2 separate regions of the Mus musculus genome follow, and region 1 is linked to region 2. The links are chromatin contacts, called in public Hi-C maps. All regions are on one chromosome and are shown on one strand. Each heading gives the region's core, a stretch centred on a gene start, on an enhancer-like site or on the middle of the called end of the contact. The rest is flanking DNA. Distances are from core to core; before and after follow the strand shown. Region 1 overlaps Gm36427 (a long non-coding RNA gene). Region 2 holds the start of 5930438M14Rik (RIKEN cDNA 5930438M14 gene).

Evidence for each region. Hi-C and Micro-C count contacts between places; a contact is called where the count stands out from the background.
Region 1: a contact with region 2 is called in a Hi-C map of cortical neurons, with 2.0 times the contacts expected there. The contact joins the enhancer-like site here to the promoter of 5930438M14Rik in region 2. A contact is called at or near these places in 4 of 484 Hi-C or Micro-C datasets (cortical neurons, liver and nephron progenitors) and 2 of 115 datasets of contacts at active chromatin or transcription factors (both in embryonic stem cells).

Annotation. Positions count from the first base shown.
Region 1 is chr13:101,283,820-101,288,651 of GRCm38.p6, reverse strand. The region is part of intron 2 of Gm36427 (a long non-coding RNA gene); the gene reads left to right. The region is part of intron 5 of 4933416M06Rik (RIKEN cDNA 4933416M06 gene); the gene reads right to left. Among named protein-coding and RNA genes, the nearest start is that of Gm36427, 20 kb to the left of the region's middle. Within about 2 kb of position 1,926, at least 10 of the 459 cell types and tissues checked have an H3K27ac peak or open chromatin away from gene starts, as enhancers often do. A contact at or near this core is called in cortical neurons, where this site is marked.
Region 2 is chr13:101,229,379-101,234,284 of GRCm38.p6, reverse strand. It overlaps 5930438M14Rik (RIKEN cDNA 5930438M14 gene), which reads right to left and starts at 2,158. Exons shown (of 4, transcript NR_046158.1): 1 at 1,919-2,158. All of the region lies in intron 2 of Gm36427 (a long non-coding RNA gene), which reads left to right.

The DNA of each region.
Region 1 (4,832 bases), core at 677-3,176, 55 kb before region 2:
TACAAGTAACTCCATGTATAATTAGGCTATGGGAAGCTAGAAAGCTTGACCGAGGTGGGATGAAGGGAGCGGCTAAGTTGTCCATCCTTTCTCTCTTTGCCCCAGTGGCATCCTGTAGCACTACTTCTGCAGATCCCCAATCTCAGAAACAACCAGCTCCTCTGAGCTCTCCCAGCCCTGCTCTCCCTGGTGCCCTAGCTGTAGCACCATCATCATGATCTCCACATGTGGTATGCCTGTCCCAAGACTGAAGCAACTGTCAGCCATTGCTAAACTCTGAGACGCTTCTCACCCCCTCTTCAGTGTCTCAATTATAAGTCTAAAGGCACAACCAGTTCTCTGGAACAGGACATCTGTTGTAAGACTGAATTGTTTTATATTTCCACACTAACCGCTAGCTGACACAACATCTAATCAAAGCATATGCATGATCATTTGTATAATCATGTATGATTCCATACTTTAAAAAACATATAAACTCAAGCTACATCATGATTAATCTCCCGGTAAAGAGAAGGAAAAAAAAATTCAGTGCAGAGTTCTCCAGCAAAATATATCATAGATCTGCTAATACAGGGCAATTACTCATTTGTGACTATAGCATGCATTTAATTCAGCATTTGCAAGGATGATGTAGAAAGGCAAATGAAAAAATGCAGAAAGTAATTCCCCGGGTACAATTTGAAATGTACTCCACAAATATCCAAAAGAATGAGGGAATAAAAATCTGGCAATCACAGAATAGGGATAGGAAATGATGTTGAAAATCATAATTGTACACAGCTAGCTCAAAGCAGAAAGTCCAGACAGTGCCCAGGAAGCACAGAGTTGGAGAGGTAAGAGGAACTCGTTGGAACCACAGATAATCCTGGGGTGGGAAAGGGAATAATAGATGAAAAAAAGTGAAGGAGACCCAGGACTGACTGGCTCAGAACTGAGTGCAACTTAAGTACCAGCTTGGATGTAGTCCTGAAGGGTGAAGGAAGAAACCATCTGATTGCTATGAGCATTAAGTGTCCTTCCTCTGCAGTGCTGCTATTTGAGATGATGTTCTCTCTCTCTCTCTCTCTCTCTCTCTCTCTCTCTCTCTCTCTCTCTCTCTCTGTCTCTCTCCCTCTCTTTCTCTATCTCTCTCTCTCCTCTTTCTCTCCCCCCGACCTCCAATCACTCCTGCCAATGTTTACAGTATTGATTGTTCCAAGATCAACAATGCTTTACCACTTTTGCATGCCTAGATAAGAAAACTATTAAAAACTGTAAGAACTCGAGGAAAGCAAATCAGAGGGATAATGAGCTGGAGGCTGTGATGGACAGAGGAAATGAGAGCCAGATTGGCTTAAGCAATCACATTTCCAGCACAGACCCAAAGAAAATCAGGCATATTGTGTGGGACAAACAAATTCCAATTAGAGAATAGATTCCAGCATTGACCTAATTATCTAGTGTCCAGTTCTCGTTTTTATGGGATGAATCCAGGCGAGTAAAATAAATTCTTGGAGCCAAAGTCACCCCTTCTAATAATGAAAGTTGCTTCCTTTTTTCTTCCTGAAGTCCCAGATGGTTAAAAAGATAAAATAAAAATCCCAGAATGTTATTTTTTGTGCAGTTTGGGCCTTAAATATAACATCTATCTGGATACTATGACTTCTGTGGGTTTATGTAGGTAATTTCTATGCCGTCAAGGGAGGTTCGAGGAATGAGTTCAAAGGAAGGGCAAGAAGCCTCAACTTTGAAAGGATAAAGCACCGGTAAAATCGATTGCTCCTAAGTAAATTATTAGTTGATCGAAGAGGAAGGATTAAAGCTGAATACTGGGAGGGCCTCGGTAAGCTGAGCGCTTGTGATCCAAGTGTTCCCGAGAAACCGTCTCTAAGCTAAAAGGGGGTAGGAGAGAAGCAACTGTAGTCAACTGTAATATAGCAAGTATCTGTCACGTGATTTAATTACAGAAATGAAAGCAACCCAGGAATTATGTGGTCTATTCAAGCCTGCAAGGAGCATGAACAAAGAATATAATTATACATCAAGCCTGTTGATTAAACAATTACTATTTAAAGCAGATATAGATTTAAAATTAATTTGCTTCTGCATTCTGAGGATTTGGGGACCAAGATAAACAGTGTTTGAAGTTTAATTATCTGTATGTGTGTAAGATGAAGGGGCTCATTTCAATTTGGTTAGTGCTGCGGAGCATTTTGGATGGTATAAAGGGACACAGCCAACACCGTGGCAAGTCTCTGCAGCAACGAAACGTGTGATTAAACCTAGCAAGAAGCCCTGCTCAACCTAATCCCCAGAGAATGGGGGCATAGTGCACGAGACATTGTCCAACTGCACATTAACATTCAAATGACATTAGTATGAAGTTTACCTAGAGGGTGAATACACTATCTCCAAGAGAATAGACAAAGGCCAAGCACACAGCCCTAGCTCCACCACAGAGACAGCTGGGGAGTGGATACCTTTACAGGGGACCAGACATATAGGACACCTATCTGCCAGCTACTTTAATTAGGGTGACTCCTATCAGTGGCCACAAGCACAGTGTCCCAGAGCAGAACTGCAGAGTTGAGAGGTGGGCACGATGCAAGGGTGAGTTGGGTTTGGCGTGAGAGACAATAAACAGAGAACAGAGCATTCTGAAGTTAAGGAATGACTTGCTGTTGTGAGGCATGGAGTCGTCTCTGTGTCTGCACACACAGTACAAACCACAATAGATGAGATTTCCTGTCCTCAAGCCGAGATCACCAGATGTCATGAAGGGAACATGCGCTTAGTGACCTAGTTGTATCTGAAACCTCCAACCCCACCACCTTTGTCTCAGGATAGCATGGCTGCTACCCATCTTCTTTTGTACCCTCCATCCAAACACTACCTCCAGCCATGGCGACTTTCCAGCAGATGTCCACCTTTTTGCTCCAAGTTTATCCATTTGCTTCTTCCCACTGTCTTGGAACAAAATTTCACTCCTCTGCTTCAACCAGTTGGAATCTCCTCATCATTCAGATTTCTCTTCACCTCACCTTAGGTAGTAACTAAAATTTGGGTTTGGATGACAACCATCTAGGTTCAAAATCCAAACTCTACCACTTATCATTCACATCACTTTTGTCCGCTGAGATTCCTTTTCTATGAAGCAGCTGTGACTAATATCTATATCATGGGGTTGTTACACTAGCCCATGAGTGAATGCATGAGATGCTCTCAAAACAGAGCCCATATTGTGGGAAAACCTTGGGAAATTGCTCTCCAAGCATAGGTCCTAAAGGTCTCTTGCAGTAAAGTATTTGGGATCTAAAACGCTTGGTCCCCAGCTCAGTGCCATTAGAAGGTGCTACATCTTTAATGTCTATGGCCGAATAGGAGGATGTCTTAGATTGCTGGGGGTGTGTGTTTTCCCAGCACACAGTAGAATCCCAACTCCTTGTGATCTTTCTTTTTGTTCCCTGGCATAAAGCAAATGACTTGGTTCCATTGCATGCCCTCCTGGGCATGCCCAGCACAGGCACAAAGGCAAAGGAGCAAAATGACCTTGACTAAAATACCCACCTTGGGAGCCAAAATAGACCCTTGTCCATCTGTTTACTGCCTCACCTTTTTCACAGAAACATAACTAACACACCTCCATTTACCGCACTTGCAATTTTAGGTTTGTATGATTCTTCTTAGCACACTTGTCTTTCCACTAGAACAAAAGCCCCATGGGGCAGAAATTTGCCTGTTCGTGAATCCATACGCCAGACTTTGTCCCTAATAGGACAGACAAACACTTCTGAGCAATAGTTGAGTGAAAATGTTAGTTCCTGGTATGCAACAGAGCCTCAGTAAATACTGTCAAACAACAACCCATTAATAATGCCACTGATAAGCCAAAGGCAAATTTTTATTCTCATTTACTTTGCCCAGTGGTTCTCAAGTAAGGGTGACTTCTGTCTCCTAATCTACATATAGGCGTAGCACGGTGCTACTGGCATCTCCTGGGGGCTGGCTAGGGAGGCTACTAAGTAATAGTGAACATTAAAGCAACCCCACCACAGGGATTGATTAATTAGCACAAACAGCAATGGTCCCTAGGCTTAAAGAACCTGAACTCTGCATTTGTCATTTTTCTCTAAATGTTTAATTCAGCAGTTGGAGTAAAGGATAGCAGGCAAATCTAGTCTGCCAGGGACAATTATCCTCAACCCTGGCCTGGCTTACTTTTTAGGTTACAAGGCTATTCTTGCCCTTCCCTATCACCCTCAAGCCCTACAGGCCTATCTGGGCACCCTCTCCCCTCAGCATTCCTGTGCCAGTCGTGAGACAAAACATGAGAATATGGGCCCTTTCCTTTGGGTCAGTCATCTCCATCAAACCTAGTCACAGCAAAACTCTCAACAGATGGAACTTGTGAACACAGCTACTTGGTTTTCTGAGCAGAATGGATTTGAATAAAGACCATGAAGTCAGAGACAGGGTGTAGATCAGTGCTGACATGCACAAGTTGCCATGCATAAAACAGAGTCAAGACAAAGAGGACTCACCGCGACAGTAAGTGCTGTGCTCAAAATCTATCAAGACATAGTCACAGGGATGAATTACAGGATCGGAGGGAAAGTGGAATAAATTATTCTGAGTTGGAGCTCAGATAATATCAGATGTTCCATAGCTCTCAAGTGTTAGATACTGATAAAAATTAATGTCTAATATTTCATTGAATAAAAAAGTGGCATGAACATAATGGTTTCAAAGTATGTTAAACAGAAGTGACAAATATTGTCTATTGTCGACAATGTGCAAAAACTAGGCACTGAAGCAGAATAAAGCCACAATGTTGGGCTCTAAGGATCGAG
Region 2 (4,906 bases), core at 909-3,408:
AGGTTTCTATTGAAAGACAACCAAGAGGTGGACTCCGGGTGCCTGTTGCCAGGCAGGCTGCACCCTAGGAGGTCAGAATGCATAATTAATCAAGGGAGGCAGCAGGAGACTGCCTATCTGGGAGCCCTGGCCCTGGTGCACAGACTTCCACCAGCAGAGTAAGGTTGCCCTAATGAGCTTTTCAAGGTGATCCTGCCTTTTCTCCGTGTTCCTCACCTCTAGTCCCTTTGGGGCATTTCCAACCTAGTTACTCCAACATTCCAGGAAAGGCACAATCTCCTTCAAACGCCACGCCCTCTTCCCAAACGGTCTCTGCAGACACAAACTGAACATTAGGGATGACATCACCACCTTACTGCAGGTTATAGACCCAGACACTGAATTCCCATGTGGGCCAAGGTGATGGGCCAGCCTTGAGCAGTGTGCTGTCTGGATTGAGAGTGGGCAAAGACTCTTGCTGAAAACATACTTCTGATCTAGGAATTCTATTTTATTTTCTTCTTTTGCCTTTAAAAAATGCAGATAGGCACATGAGACCTAGAATTTATCCGTGCTACACAATTTATGCTAGCTCATTACCTCCTGCTAGACTCCAAGGCTTTGTAACGGAAATTGGCTCTGATCTCCGAGATGGGCATTACATCATAGTCTTCTTTTAGCACATTATGTCATCCCTGCTGAGACGCATTATCTATGGTTGGCTCAGCAGTAGCGATTTTTGTGGGCCGACTGCAGTGTTCCCAAAGAACTGCTGGGAACCACAGATTGAAATCTGAAACATTTATCTTCTAAAAAGCTGAAAAGGGGAAAAGATGTTCATGTTGGACCCCATTTCTTTTCCTTAACCCTCTCCTTTCTTGGCTACTTGTAGATCGCTCTGCTGTGAGCACCGGAGAACAATGTGCAGAGGCTGTGCAGGAGCTAACATTTGGAAATAACTGAAATTAAGGGGGACTGACACCCTGTTTTTCATCTGGGACCAATACTCTGCACTTACCATGATCACATCTCAAGGGATGCTACAAAATGCTCAGAAGAACCACCTGTACTTGCACCCAGCAAATAGAGAACATCATTCTGCCAAAATCTTAGGCTGCTTCAGAAAAGAACACACAAATTGAAGCTACACATGCACACATACACCTGCTTATCTTCCTGACCATGCTGTGGCCACACAGACAAATTCTAGATTTGTATTAGAAAAAAAATGTTTGCCAGGAACTGCACCGATATTATCTCTTGTCACTTCAACCATGAAATTAGAAGCCCATTTTGTACCTTTCCATCCTAGGCAGGATAAGAAGAAACCACTGCACAGAGGGAATAGAAAGACACTTTTAGGATCGAGCAAAGATACTCCCAAGCCCCAGAGAATCCCTATACCTTTCTTGTCACAAAGGCATAATTATGGAATTGTGGTGGGGGAGGGTCTCTAAATACCAGAAGGAAATAGAATACATTCAACCATGACAGAATTACAATTCCTCTCTTATACACCAACTAATGAGATTCACTGGGCAGGGAATACGTGAGGGAGGAGGCTCTCAAAGAGGCTATGAAAGTCCTCTTCTCCACCCACCTGTGCACTTTTCAGACTTTTTAATAATGAATATTTATGCTCTCAATTACTCTCTGTGATACTTAAATGGCAGTGCCATCAAAGCAAACAAACCCAGGATTAATGGGAACGAAAGTAAAGCTAACATTTGTCCTGGTCCAAAAGCCTTGTTTCTTTCTATCTTCAGTAGTACTTTGTCACACTCCACCCTAGGCTACACACACACACACACACACACACGCCACCCTTGGATTACAAAGCAAGAAGTTACATTTCATTCATTTGCTTGGTCCACAATGAGGCCATGTGCACAGTCCAAGCATCCCCACAGGTGTTGGGACTCTGGGATATGAAAACTACCTGGCAGGATTTCAGCAATCAACTGTTCGCATCTTTAGCATCTCTTCTCCCATATTTCATGTCTGTTGCCATTCGTCTTTATCAACTCTGATGGGAAAAGTGGGGATTGATGGAGCGACCCACAGAGCCCTCTGAAGGGGCTTTCAGATCGACAGTAGACTATAAAATGTCATTAAACAGCTAAAAGCCATTTTCAAAAATCCTTTCCTCTTCCCTTCGCCTTTCTTCCTTTGTCCCTTCATCCCCACTTCTTCACTCAAGCTCTTAGAATTTTATGTTCTGACGGCCAAAACTCTTTAAATCGTAATAACTATGTATGCCACTCGGGATAGTGAAAGGAAACTACGTATACTCTGAATAGTTTCAAGTTTTTACTGCAGCCAAAGTAATTGCTATAGCATTTAAAAACCTACTGAAAAGAGCAAGGAGCCTTCACACATTAAGCTGATTTTCATGGAAGTTGTAAAATATTAGATGACTATAATTTCTATCAACAGCAGAATTAGCTGGCCTGACCATTCTCTTTTTGACAAAGTTAGTAGATTCATAAACCCTGGGAAATGCACCTCTGCCCCGGATTTTGGCTGACAGACATGCTGAAGAGGATATTAGGTATCATGTTTGCCTCTTCTGATGACCTGTATATCCCTGTAGGCTGTACCCAGTCCTGCTGAAAAGTCTTCAGGATAACTGAAAATCTTTAATGCACTCTCAAACAAAGCCAATGTGGAATAGAGCCAATGTGCCCCCCACCCCCCAGATCCAGAGCAAGGCAATTAGCCTTACCAACCACAGGAGCAGCAGCACCTGCCACCCTGCTACAGGGACGAGGAAGACAAGACCAACATCCTCATGTCATCTCTGAGAACAGATGTATAATGTGGGAATGAGATGCATGGTGTAAAACTAGCTCTCTTGCTCACTGTCTGCAGATTAAGGTGGATGTCCAGGGTGGTCCAAACAGGCTGAGACCAGATACTAATACTACTGACTTCTGACATTACAGCAAAACCAATGCTTAGGATGAAATGGATATTCTGATGGGAATTCTGGCAGTGTCTTCTGCTTTTTATTTATTTAGTGTGTGTGTGTGTGTTGTTGTTGTTGTTTTGTTTTTGTTTTACTTTGTTTTTGCCCAACTGCTTTGATGCTTAAGATGCTGGCAGAAATAAAACAAACCCAATATGTACCTTTCAATCCAACCTGGGAAGAGGATGCAAAGAGACCGGAGATACCCAGAATCACCTACTGTGTAGAAAGTAAACACTTGCTGTGTCACTGAAAACCTTAATCCTACTGTCCACCAGCAAGGCCAACTGTCCTCCCTACACTTCTCTCTGGGAGTGTCTGGGAGCATGTGGCATTGCCTAGACTGCAGAGGCTACCCTACTTCTCAGAGAAAGCCCTCAACGGTGAGCTTCTTCCTCAACGGTAACCACACACTTCCATAGACAGAGGCACGGTGGGACAATACAGATCACCAAAACTCTGTGATCCAAACACATACAGGTGGTGGAAAAATCAGCTTTCTGTATTTGGAGAAAATCACACTGGGATGTAGATGCTACATCTGATGGGACCCTTCTTATTGTCTGGAAAGTTTGTGTTCTTTTCATCCTAATCCTAGCCCACGCTGTGCACCCTGCCTCTCTCTAAGAATCTCTTTCGCTCCGCAAAATCCTGTTCTTATTTCACTTTTCTCTGCCCTGAAAAGCGGCCCTGCTTATCTTTTAACAAAAGACTATATCTTCATTAGTTCCAAACAGCAGAACTAGATAGAGATCAGCCCGCCACAGTGGCTCACACCTGTAATCTCAGCACCTAGGAAACAGACACAGGAAGACCATGAGTTCAAGGCCAGCTAGTGTACATGAGAACCTGTCTCAAAACACAGATCAGGCTCATTTATTTAATCTGGAAATATCTTTGAGTCCTGACAGCTGCGTGCAAAGGTAGGAAATATGAGGACAGAGCAGACATGCATTCAGCCTTTCAGAAGTTTTATTAATAAATGTGCCATAGGAGTTGCTGGCTTTGATCCAAATTTCTCTGTTCCTGTGTACACAGTTAGACATTCTGTCAAGCTTCTTCTATTGTTACGTACGACATGTATCAGACTTCTGGCCACTCAGAACTGGGTCCATAGGGTGGACACTAAGCTGAGGTCCATCCTGCTTGCCTCTGCGTGTTCCTTCCCTATTCTGGAGAGCTTGGATGGATGGTGACCGATAGAGCATTAGCATTTGGAAGCCACATGAAGGCATCATAGCCTCAGACAGGCGAGTCCATGAACACCCACTCAGATGAAAGCTGTCATTATGACTCAGTCACCTCCAGGACTGCTTCTATAAGAGCAAGAAATCAGTATCTACTGTGAGGATCCAACACAGATTTTCAACTACTTATGACAGCCACGTGGTTATTCTAATTAGCATAAAACATGAGACAAGGCACTGAAATTACTGAACTAGAAAGATGCTTGTAGTATATCATAAAATAGATTGGGATCTATAATTATTATGTGATGTTATTTTAAAAGAAGATGTATTTATACATACCTAAACATTCTAGAAGAATGTACATCAAGGTGTGGGTATTTTCTCAGTCTTAGAAAAAAATGAGCATGGCATGTCTACATTTTGGTTACTGGTGATGAGTGTGCCCTGACTTTATAATGAAAAACGAAAGCTATGTTTAACATCAGAAAAGGAATGATATGTTGAGGTATATATATTGAGGCATGACATCTCAGAGTGTAGGAACCTTGCCTGTGGGAAACTAGGAGAGTTTTCCGGAATTAACCATCTATTAATGGCACATCAACACTGATGTCCATAAGTTATCTACAGCCTGGGTTCAGTTTAACACATCTGACTTCAACATCGGGAGAGGTAGATCTGTCAGAAAGTATAGAAGAGGCACATTTTGTCTTTATTACTTGTATAAAGAAAGCAAGAAGAAACTAGTCTCTGGTTGTTTGGGGTGGGG